Regions from separate parts of the Mus musculus genome. Here all the other regions are linked to region 2. A link is a contact called in public HiChIP or PLAC-seq data. All regions are on one chromosome and are shown on one strand. The core of a region is the stretch at or near the end of the contact, and the rest is flanking DNA. Distances in the headings are between cores, read along the strand shown.

Evidence for each region. HiChIP or PLAC-seq counts read pairs in DNA pulled down with a chosen protein or histone mark.
Region 1: an HNF4G HiChIP or PLAC-seq map of pancreatic cancer cells shows a contact between it and region 2. The contact joins the promoter of Atg4c here to the enhancer-like site in region 2. A contact is called at or near these places in 6 of 39 promoter capture datasets (the 3T3-L1 cell line, 3T3-L1-derived adipocytes, embryonic stem cells and 3 more), 1 of 484 Hi-C or Micro-C datasets (embryonic stem cells), 1 of 115 datasets of contacts at active chromatin or transcription factors (pancreatic cancer cells) and 1 of 9 other capture datasets (pancreatic islet).
Region 3: a contact with region 2 is called in an H3K27ac HiChIP or PLAC-seq map of trophoblast stem cells, with 13 times the contacts expected there. The contact joins the promoter of Nfia here to the enhancer-like site in region 2. A contact is called at or near these places in 13 of 39 promoter capture datasets (the 3T3-L1 cell line, 3T3-L1-derived adipocytes, the HPC-7 cell line and 9 more), 5 of 484 Hi-C or Micro-C datasets (CD8 T cells, embryonic stem cells, forebrain and 2 more), 19 of 115 datasets of contacts at active chromatin or transcription factors (bone marrow-derived macrophages, cardiomyocytes, craniofacial prominence and 13 more) and 2 of 9 other capture datasets (liver and pancreatic islet).

The regions. Positions count from the first base shown.
Region 1 is chr4:99,192,572-99,195,271 of GRCm38.p6, forward strand. It overlaps Atg4c (autophagy related 4C, cysteine peptidase), which reads left to right and starts at 1,363. Exons shown (of 11, transcript NM_175029.3): 1 at 1,363-1,881.
Region 2 is chr4:98,400,334-98,403,085 of GRCm38.p6, forward strand. The region is part of intron 1 of Patj (PATJ, crumbs cell polarity complex component); the gene reads left to right. Among named protein-coding and RNA genes, the nearest start is that of Patj, 5.9 kb to the left of the region's middle. Within about 2 kb of position 1,433, at least 81 of the 459 cell types and tissues checked have an H3K27ac peak or open chromatin away from gene starts, as enhancers often do. A contact at or near this core is called in epiblast stem cells, extraembryonic endoderm stem cells, olfactory sensory neurons and 3 more, where this site is marked.
Region 3 is chr4:97,776,376-97,779,124 of GRCm38.p6, forward strand. Nfia (nuclear factor I/A) reads left to right here and starts at 1,251. Exons shown (of 11, transcript NM_010905.3): 1 at 1,251-1,619. The coding sequence starts at 1,593. Gm38709 (a long non-coding RNA gene) reads right to left here and starts at 1,048. Exons shown (of 5, transcript XR_003955232.1): 1 at 654-1,048.

The sequences.
Region 1 (2,700 bases), core at 113-2,612, 790 kb after region 2:
AATCCAAGCCTCGGTTCTCATGGTTTGTTAATATAGTATGACAAAAAATTAAAATACAGCCATTCTGGTAGCACATGTGTGATGGTAAATCTCGGTGGTCAGTTTGACTACATCTAGAATTAATTCAGACCAAAGCTGCTGGGTACTGTAGTGAGGAGTTTTCTTAATCAGATTATTTGAAGAAGAAAGACCCACTCTAAATTTAGACCACATTTTTTTGGTAGCAGTCCAAATAAAAAAAAGGAAGGAAACTGTTCTACATCCATTTGCCCCACCTTTGCTGGCAAGTTTATTTGTCCAGTTGCTGCCAGTACTAAATCCAATTTCTTTGGAATTGAAATGAAGACAGTGCTCCAGGAATCTTCCAGGATCCAAGTGCCAGAATGGGATTTCTGAGACCTGTAGCCTCATGGACCAATTACCAGAGTCTTGGCCTTTTCAGTGTGAGACAGCCATTGTTGAACTACCTGGACCACATCCTGTAAGCAAGTCTAATATACACTCCTCTTATCAGTTCTGCTTCTTAGAGAACCCTCATACAAGTCCTTATAGAAGTTATGAGAAGGACAGCTTGTGAGATCTGTGCTATCTCCTCTCCAAGTCATCAGAAAGTGTTCTGCATTTCAAAATATGAAACAAACTATCCAAGCAGACAAAGGAGCAGATACCTTGTTATCTATGCTAATAAATGACCCTCTTGTTGTCTTGTTATACCCCTGTCCGGCCCATGTGACTGGTGAATAAATTGCTCTAGTAATTAATTCTAGGCAACTGTTTTCATGAGACTAACATGAAATAACTTTCCCAGCGTCCTAGCACAGATCTCTTATTCCAACACTAGGGGATTGAGAGAAGATAATGAGTTCTGGGTCAGTCTGGCTGTATTGCAAGTCCCTATCTTCAAATAAAACGCCACTCAATTCTAATCGTGAAACAGTTAAAATTCAAAGAACATATTTTGTATTCCAGAAGGCGTTCATTCTCTCGATGTTTAACTGTTTAACTGTCTGGTAGCAGAGATTGTTGATTTTTTTCCCCCTTGTAGTTTCTGCTCTTATTTCTTATGTATTGCTCCAACAGTCTGCGTTACTGAAAACAATATATTAGTAGAATTACATGTTGACATCATTTAGTATATCTCTCCCGATTTTTTTTTTAAAGGCAGGTCCTGTACTGTAATTCTTAACATGAATCTGAATGTGAAAACTGAATGCTCCACCAGGATGTAATCAATACCCCATACCACAGCTTGCCTTGGAGTAGACAGACTGTTAGTCTTTTAATCCAAGTGGGCTTGGTTTTAAGGACCCAGAGCTCTGTGCATGCTGGATCTTGTAGTCCCGAAACCGCAGACGCTCACCGTGCGTGGCGGGTAGTAGCTGAAGTCCAGTAGTTACAGTTACGAGGGACAGCTGTAAATCTAACTTGGGCCTGCCCCTCACAAATGAACTGCTCTAGGCTCTGAGCTTGCAGCCCGGGAGCTTAGGGTCTCCGACAGGGCTTCCTGCAGGACCGCGGCCTGCGGAGGCTTCGGTGTGCTGTGCTACGGTGGCCGCGCGGGGCCGCGGGCCGCACGTCCTGCGGTGCGTACGCGCTGTTCGGAGCGGCTGCTGGAGCCGACGCGCGTCTGGTGTGGGGACTCCTGCGCGGCTGTACAGTTATCCAGTCCCGTGTCGCCGAGGGGTCGGCTCGAGGCTGGCGGAGTGGAGAAGGTTGGAGCTTGGTGTTTGTAGTCTACGAATGGCCGGTTCTGGGGGCGGCCCTGCCCTTGGTGCAGACCCGTGGCCAACCGTCTGGGTTCCTGGAGGGTTTTGGAGCCTCTCTCGATTCTGCTTCCTCCTGAGGGTTATCTTCTGACGACTCCTCCTCGCCCTTTGAACTGTAAGCCTTCCAGTGGCCGGCTGTTCTACCCTTCTTGACCAGGAAAGGTTTTCTCCCTAGCCGCCGTATCCCATTGACTCTTCCTTGTTTCTCTTCATTTAAAACAAAAAGAGTGTATGTGTGGGAAATGTTAGATCTCAATCTGTCCGTCTGTAGCCCCGTTGCCCCTTTCGTTGTTTGAAACCGCAATCTGTAGCATTATATACCCTGGCTGTGCTAATAACGCTGACTTCATAGACCGGCTTTTGCTCATTCTCACATGCCCACCCACATCTGAGGGTTATTGAAGTTGGAAACTCAGACTACAATCTTCCGTGCGATGACCCGACATCACTGGGTCAGCTCAGCATAACTCTGCTTGAGTTTATTTTCTTAGGGTTTTTGTCGTATATTTTTGTTATCTTTATTGATTACTTTTCCACACGAGGTTCATTGCGACCTCGGGGCTAAGACTGTATTATTTTATAGCTTTTTAATCTTTGAATTACTTAGGTGAAGATTTCCTTCTGTTTGTTTACCTTTTCTGACCTTACATTCCCTTGGGAGTTTGGAATTGATTTTGTGTCAGTTGATAGCAGATAGACACAAAGGAGTGATCTTTCCTGCCTGCTGCTTGTGGCTTTTAATTAGATTATGAGTCTTTGGAAGTGCCCAGAGGGATTGGAAAGGTTTTGAAATGTATTTTCGGAGTTTCAAATGATAAAGCTTTTATTTTTCCAACTAGGGAAGAGTTCTAATTAGTCTAGTGTCTGAAGCTAATTAACTGGTTCACCTGCCATAAGAATTTGAGAACTGAAGTTAAAAACTGGGCAATGTGAG
Region 2 (2,752 bases), core at 183-2,682:
AGGTCCGGAGTTCAAATCCCAGCAACCACATGGTGGCTCACAACCATCTGTAACAAGATCTGACGCCCTCTTCTGGAGTGTCTGAAGACAGCTACAGTGTACTTACATATAATAAATAAATAAATCCTTAAAAACATATCAGAGACTTAATGTGTGTGAAAATTGTTCAGATTTGTGGCTTGTTGCTTGTGGTGGAGGGGGACTATCACCAACAGAATGACACACAGAGCAGTTTAACTTCTGCAAAATGAAACAAATTACAGAGAGAGTACTGTTAGGAATTGACTCTTGAGAGTGTTTCCGTGATAAGATATGAATCTTGCCAACTGAAGCACTCTGAGGAACTAACATGATTTTTCTCATGGTATCTTTCAACTTGGATTTCAATATTTTCTCCATATGCAGCTTTAGCATTCTACAATTGCTTTTCTTACATTCTAGGAGTGGGGTGTTTTGACAGTGGGGACATTTAATTTTTTTATGTTCAGTTGGTTTAGGAAAGCTTTCACCAGGCCTTTGTAGGAAACCTAACTTGTGTTCCTGGGAATTTTGGGGTGTCCCGGCAGAGTTGCTACATGTCACCAAGGGAATTGGTGTACTTCCCTCTTGGAGTTCATAGTATTGTTATTGAAAGAATTTGAGGATGGGCTCTGAAGGAAGCTTGAGGACAGTTTTATTAGAGTGTAAAAGAAAAAATCGCAAGGAGAGCCAGCTGTAGACCCAGGCGGCTGCCCAGAGGAGTCAGATGGAGAAGAGAAGAATTCCTACTGTTAGACTGAGTCATGGAGTCCAGCCACACAGTCTTGTGACAAAAAGGGGAGGGGGGGCCTCCAGAGAAAGAGTAAGAACCCTAAAATACAGAAAAGGCATTTTTAGGCTTTGGCCAGCATACAAAGAAAAAAGAAGGGAGGGACAGGAAAAAACTGTGCCTCTGAGTGGTGCTTAGGAGGGCAGACCTAACAGAGCTTCATGGCATTCGGGATAGTTATTCCTCCTATCTCTTCAGGATGGATTAAGGAGGATCAAGCCTTCCTGAGTCTGCTCCCTAAACGAGATGATTGATCTCCCAACTGGAATGTTAAGTCTCCACCCAGGCCAGAGATGCCATTCCCCTGAGCAGAGCAAATAGCTTTCCCTTAATGGGCCCTTAATGCCACTGTAACACTTGTTTGTTTTGCGTGACAGCCTATACAGAGTTCTGGTGGCAGCCTCCACCACTCTTTGGTTTGGATTCTGTTTATTATTTAACGAGTACCTAGTAAATGTTGAGCTTTGAGGACAAAGGGACCAGGATAAATCCTGACCCCTGGCTCTGAAGGGAGTGGACTTTTTTTTTTAAGAACTTCATTAAGACTTTATATGTAATATTATATTAAGCTCATGGATATTTTTCAAGCTTCCTGGTTCAGTGAGCTCTGGAGTTGTGAATCACCCAGGTGTAAAGGTCCAGTTGAAATGCGCACTTCAGTGAGTGCCTGTGCTTTCCCAGCAAGATAGCCAGTGACCTTACTTCCCAAAATCCCAGATAGATGAGCAGATGTTTGTTAGTAGGAAATTGAAGTCTCATGAGCCAACAGAAGTCTGAAAAGTGTTGGCCGTTTTTGGCCTTAATTTTTCTTGGATTTTTTTTTTTGTCCCCCTGAGATAGGGTCTTACTGTGTAGCCCAGGCTGTCCTCAAACTTGAATCCTCCTGTCTTGGCCTCCCGAGTGCTGGGATTACAGGTATGTGGTACCACATCTGACACTTTTACCACTGTTCTATAATTATAAAATTAGTACTTGTTTTTGTGTATTTTTATTGTAGTGGAGAGAATAAAACTTGAGAGTCTCACATGCTATTCTACCACTGAACTAAAATCTTAAGTCCGTATTTTTTTTTAATAAAAATTCAAACAACCCCAAAATCTATAAAGTAAAAGAGACTAATTTTTGTTATTATTTTTCTCTGGTGTTGGGGATTGAATCCAGGCTCTCATGCATACACGCTCTACCACTGAGTTCTAACCTCAGTCCTCAAAGGCTAACTTTTATATTCCTCTTTTCTATTTTCTGGAAGCAATAACTATTGCTTCCTAAATTTTTTTTTCTAGAAAATTCCCCAGTGCACACGTTTCTGTCTTACAGAAGTATGAAAATAACCCAAATATCCCTTAAGTGCTGCGTTTCACAACACTTGTGCATGTTGTACAGTTTTCCTGTTTTATACAAAGGGTAGATTTCCCAGCATGCTCAGTTCTTACATGGATTCAAGATGTCACTCAATTCCAACTGTACCTGTTTCAGGAGTGAGATGCAGATAGCTGTCTGCTGGAGGAGCCCTAGCCAGCAGGTAAATGTCACTTCCCCTCACTTGACGGAACACTGCCAACATGCTTGAAGTGTCGATATAGGAAACCACTCCTGAGTGCATTTTTACAGCCTCTTACTGAAATTCTTATTGTCCATCGAAGTAAAATTCAGTCTCAGAACACGCTTATTTTGAATAGCAAGTGGTTTGTTGGTAAGCAAATGGTTTTGATGCCAGGAATATGTTCCCTTGAGCAGGAGAGAATAATGAAATGCAAAGAATATTTGCTGGCCATTAGAGATGTCATGTAGAACCACAAATCTCTCAGATTTAGAGAAGATTTATCCTCTAGTTCATTGTAGTCAGGATCATATAGCCTGCCCTGTTGAATTAGGTTTTTAATCACATGGTAACCAAACATGACCTGCAGGTGCATAGTTATGGCTTTTAAGAAGATATGATGG
Region 3 (2,749 bases), core at 1-2,500, 620 kb before region 2:
TTTTTTTTAAGGAAGAAAGAAAGAAAGAAAGAAAGAAAGAGAGAAAGAAAGAGAGAAAGAAAGAAAGAAAAGAAAGAGGGAAGGAAGGAGGGAAGGACAGAAGAAAAAGAAAGCTGGAAGAGCAGGCTTGTTGGCAATGTGCCAAACCCTAAAACCACCCCCCCCCCTTCTGCCAAAACAATACTTTAGCAAACCTAAAATAATTGCAGGAAGCTCTTTTCCATCTTGAGAACTATTACCTGGGGAAGGGAAAAGTTGGGATCCACAAAGACGCACCCTTGAAGAGTGTGTCTGGGGAACAGGGACTCAGATGTTAGTCCTGGGCTCCCATTTGGGGATACAAACATATCTCTTTCCTAAGGGGGCAACCCTTTCACAGTTTTCCTTCTCAGTATACAGAAAAATGTCCCAGCTAAACCACTGTTGTTTCTGACGTGACAGAACTTTTTTGGGCGTTTGTGTTTAAACCCACCAGCTCCTGGGTTCTGGGAGAGAAGAGCGTTCGCTCATGACTCTCCTCCTTGCTTTCTCCAGACACCTCCTCCCCCGCAATCTGGGGAATCTTTGGGGTGATCTTCCTATCCCCCCCACCCCCAGATTCTGACTGCTATAGAGTCGTAGCTGAAAAGTTAGCAGGCTTTTGTGCATATTACCTCTCCCGACGATACTATTCCCATAGAAAGCTTCGCAGGAGAGATTACAATGCTTTTGAGCTTTACCGCATTTCAGAGGAAGGGAGGAAAAGTTACCTAGAAGGTCTGATTTTTTACAAGAAATTTGCATACATGCAAATGTAACGCGCGCCCTTCTCTGGGGTTCCTAGGGAGCCCAACCCGCGGCCCACGGGGGTGCGGGGCGCCCCGACAAAGTTGCCCCAATCCTCTCCCGACGTCCGCGGAGGGCTGCGGCGCGGGTGGGGGGATGGGGAGGAGGAAAAGTAGTTTTGTTTGCTTAAGCACATCCTGTGGCAGCCTATAGCCGCCCGGAGGACACGCTGAAAAAACCGCTCCGCGCCGCGTTCCCGGGGACCGCGCCGAGCGGGGCGGGGGGCGGGGGGCCGCGGGAGGCAGCGAGCGCGGAGCGAGCGGCGGGCGGGCGGGCGGCCCTGCAGGCTGGGGACCGGTGTCAGCGCCGCAGCCGCCCCTCCCCCACCCGGCTCCCCCCCACCCCGCCCCCCCACCCCCACCCCACCCCACCCCCACACCCCCGCGGCGGCGGCGCGAGCGGGCGGCGGCCGTGCGGTGCGGTGCAGAACGCGGCGCAGGCGGGCGCGCGGGCAGCTCGCGGGCACCCGGCCGGCCGGCGCGGGAGCGGGAAAGGGTGCGCTATGCCTTTAACGCCCGCGTACAGTAGACAGTATAGTGGAGTGTAGGGAAACTCTAGGCGGGGTTAAAGTTCAGCGCGTGGAGCGGCAAGAGCGCTGGCTGCTGCAGTTGAGCCGAGTTGGAAATGTGAACGCAAGAAGCAGGCTTGATTTTTTATTCCTCCCCCCCTCCTAGCTCTCTCCTCCTCTCTCTCCCTCTCGCACCCACACTCACGCACACCTCCAGCCCGCACACAGACGTGCACGCACCCCCCGCCGCCCGGCAGTTATGTATTCTCCGCTCTGTCTCACCCAGGTAAGCAGCTGCGGGGGCGCGGGGCGGCCGTGTGCCTCGGCGGGAGCCGTGTCTGCGCGTGTTTCTGTGTGTGCGCGCGCGTGTGCGGGGGGGGGGGCTGCAGCTTTAAGAAAGTAACTTTGTTTCCATGCGGGTGCATTCCTCCTGCTCGGCCATTTGTGTGGGCACATGGCTAATGGCGCCCTCTTATTAATGCGTTAATTAATATCGGGGCGCCGGACTGCGGAGCTCCGCCGGGGCTTGCGGGCGCCCCGCACGTGTGTCCGCGGCTGCAGCCCCTGACACGCTGCAATCTGGACTCTGGCGGCTGCGGCGCGGAGCGCGGTGCCCGCGATTCCTCCGCTCCAGGGAGGGGCGGCTGAGCCCCGCAAGCCCCGCACGCCGGCTGCACCCGGGGCGCCCTGGCTGCCGGGGTCCTCCCGCGCCGCCGCGCCCCCCGCCGACGCCCCGAACTCTTACTTTTGTTTTGTGCCAGCTTTGCGGGCCGGCCCGGGCAGCGCCCCTCGGACGCGGCGGGCGGGCAGTGCTAGCCTTAGTCCGTGGGCTGCGGAGACGCACTCCCCGCGCCGGCCCGGGACCTTGCTGTCCTTGCCTCCTGCCCGCGACCCCCAGGCGAAAGTTTCGGGGTCTGGCGAGCCCACGCCGCGGAGGCCACAGAGCCGCCAAGGCCGCGGGTCGGGCCGGGCTGGGCCGCTGCGGGCGGAGTGGGACTCCGGCTCGAGGGCGAGCGGCGGCCAGGGCCCGAGTCGGCTGCCCCGCCGCCGCCGCCGCCTAGGCAAGCCCCGGGCGGCTCAGCCAGCAGGACCCGGCAACTTTCCCTGCAGCCCCACTCGCGGCGTGGGGCCTGGTGCCCCTCCGCCTGCCCCTCCTGCCCGAGCCTCCCAGCCCATCCCTCCCGGTCGAGTCTGCACCAGCAGCAAGGAAACACTGCTATTTTGCGGCTCCGGATCTGGTCCCGTTTGAATATATTATTTATTTTCTCTGACTAAAAGGCATAAAGTCAGAGTGATTTGCGCTAATTTTTCTCTTTAAGTACGAGTCTTTATATGGCTTTAAAACATTGCACCCTGGCCAGTAATCACCTACATGAAGTTATATGCTTCCAGCACAAGGTTTCTTCACGACTCCCT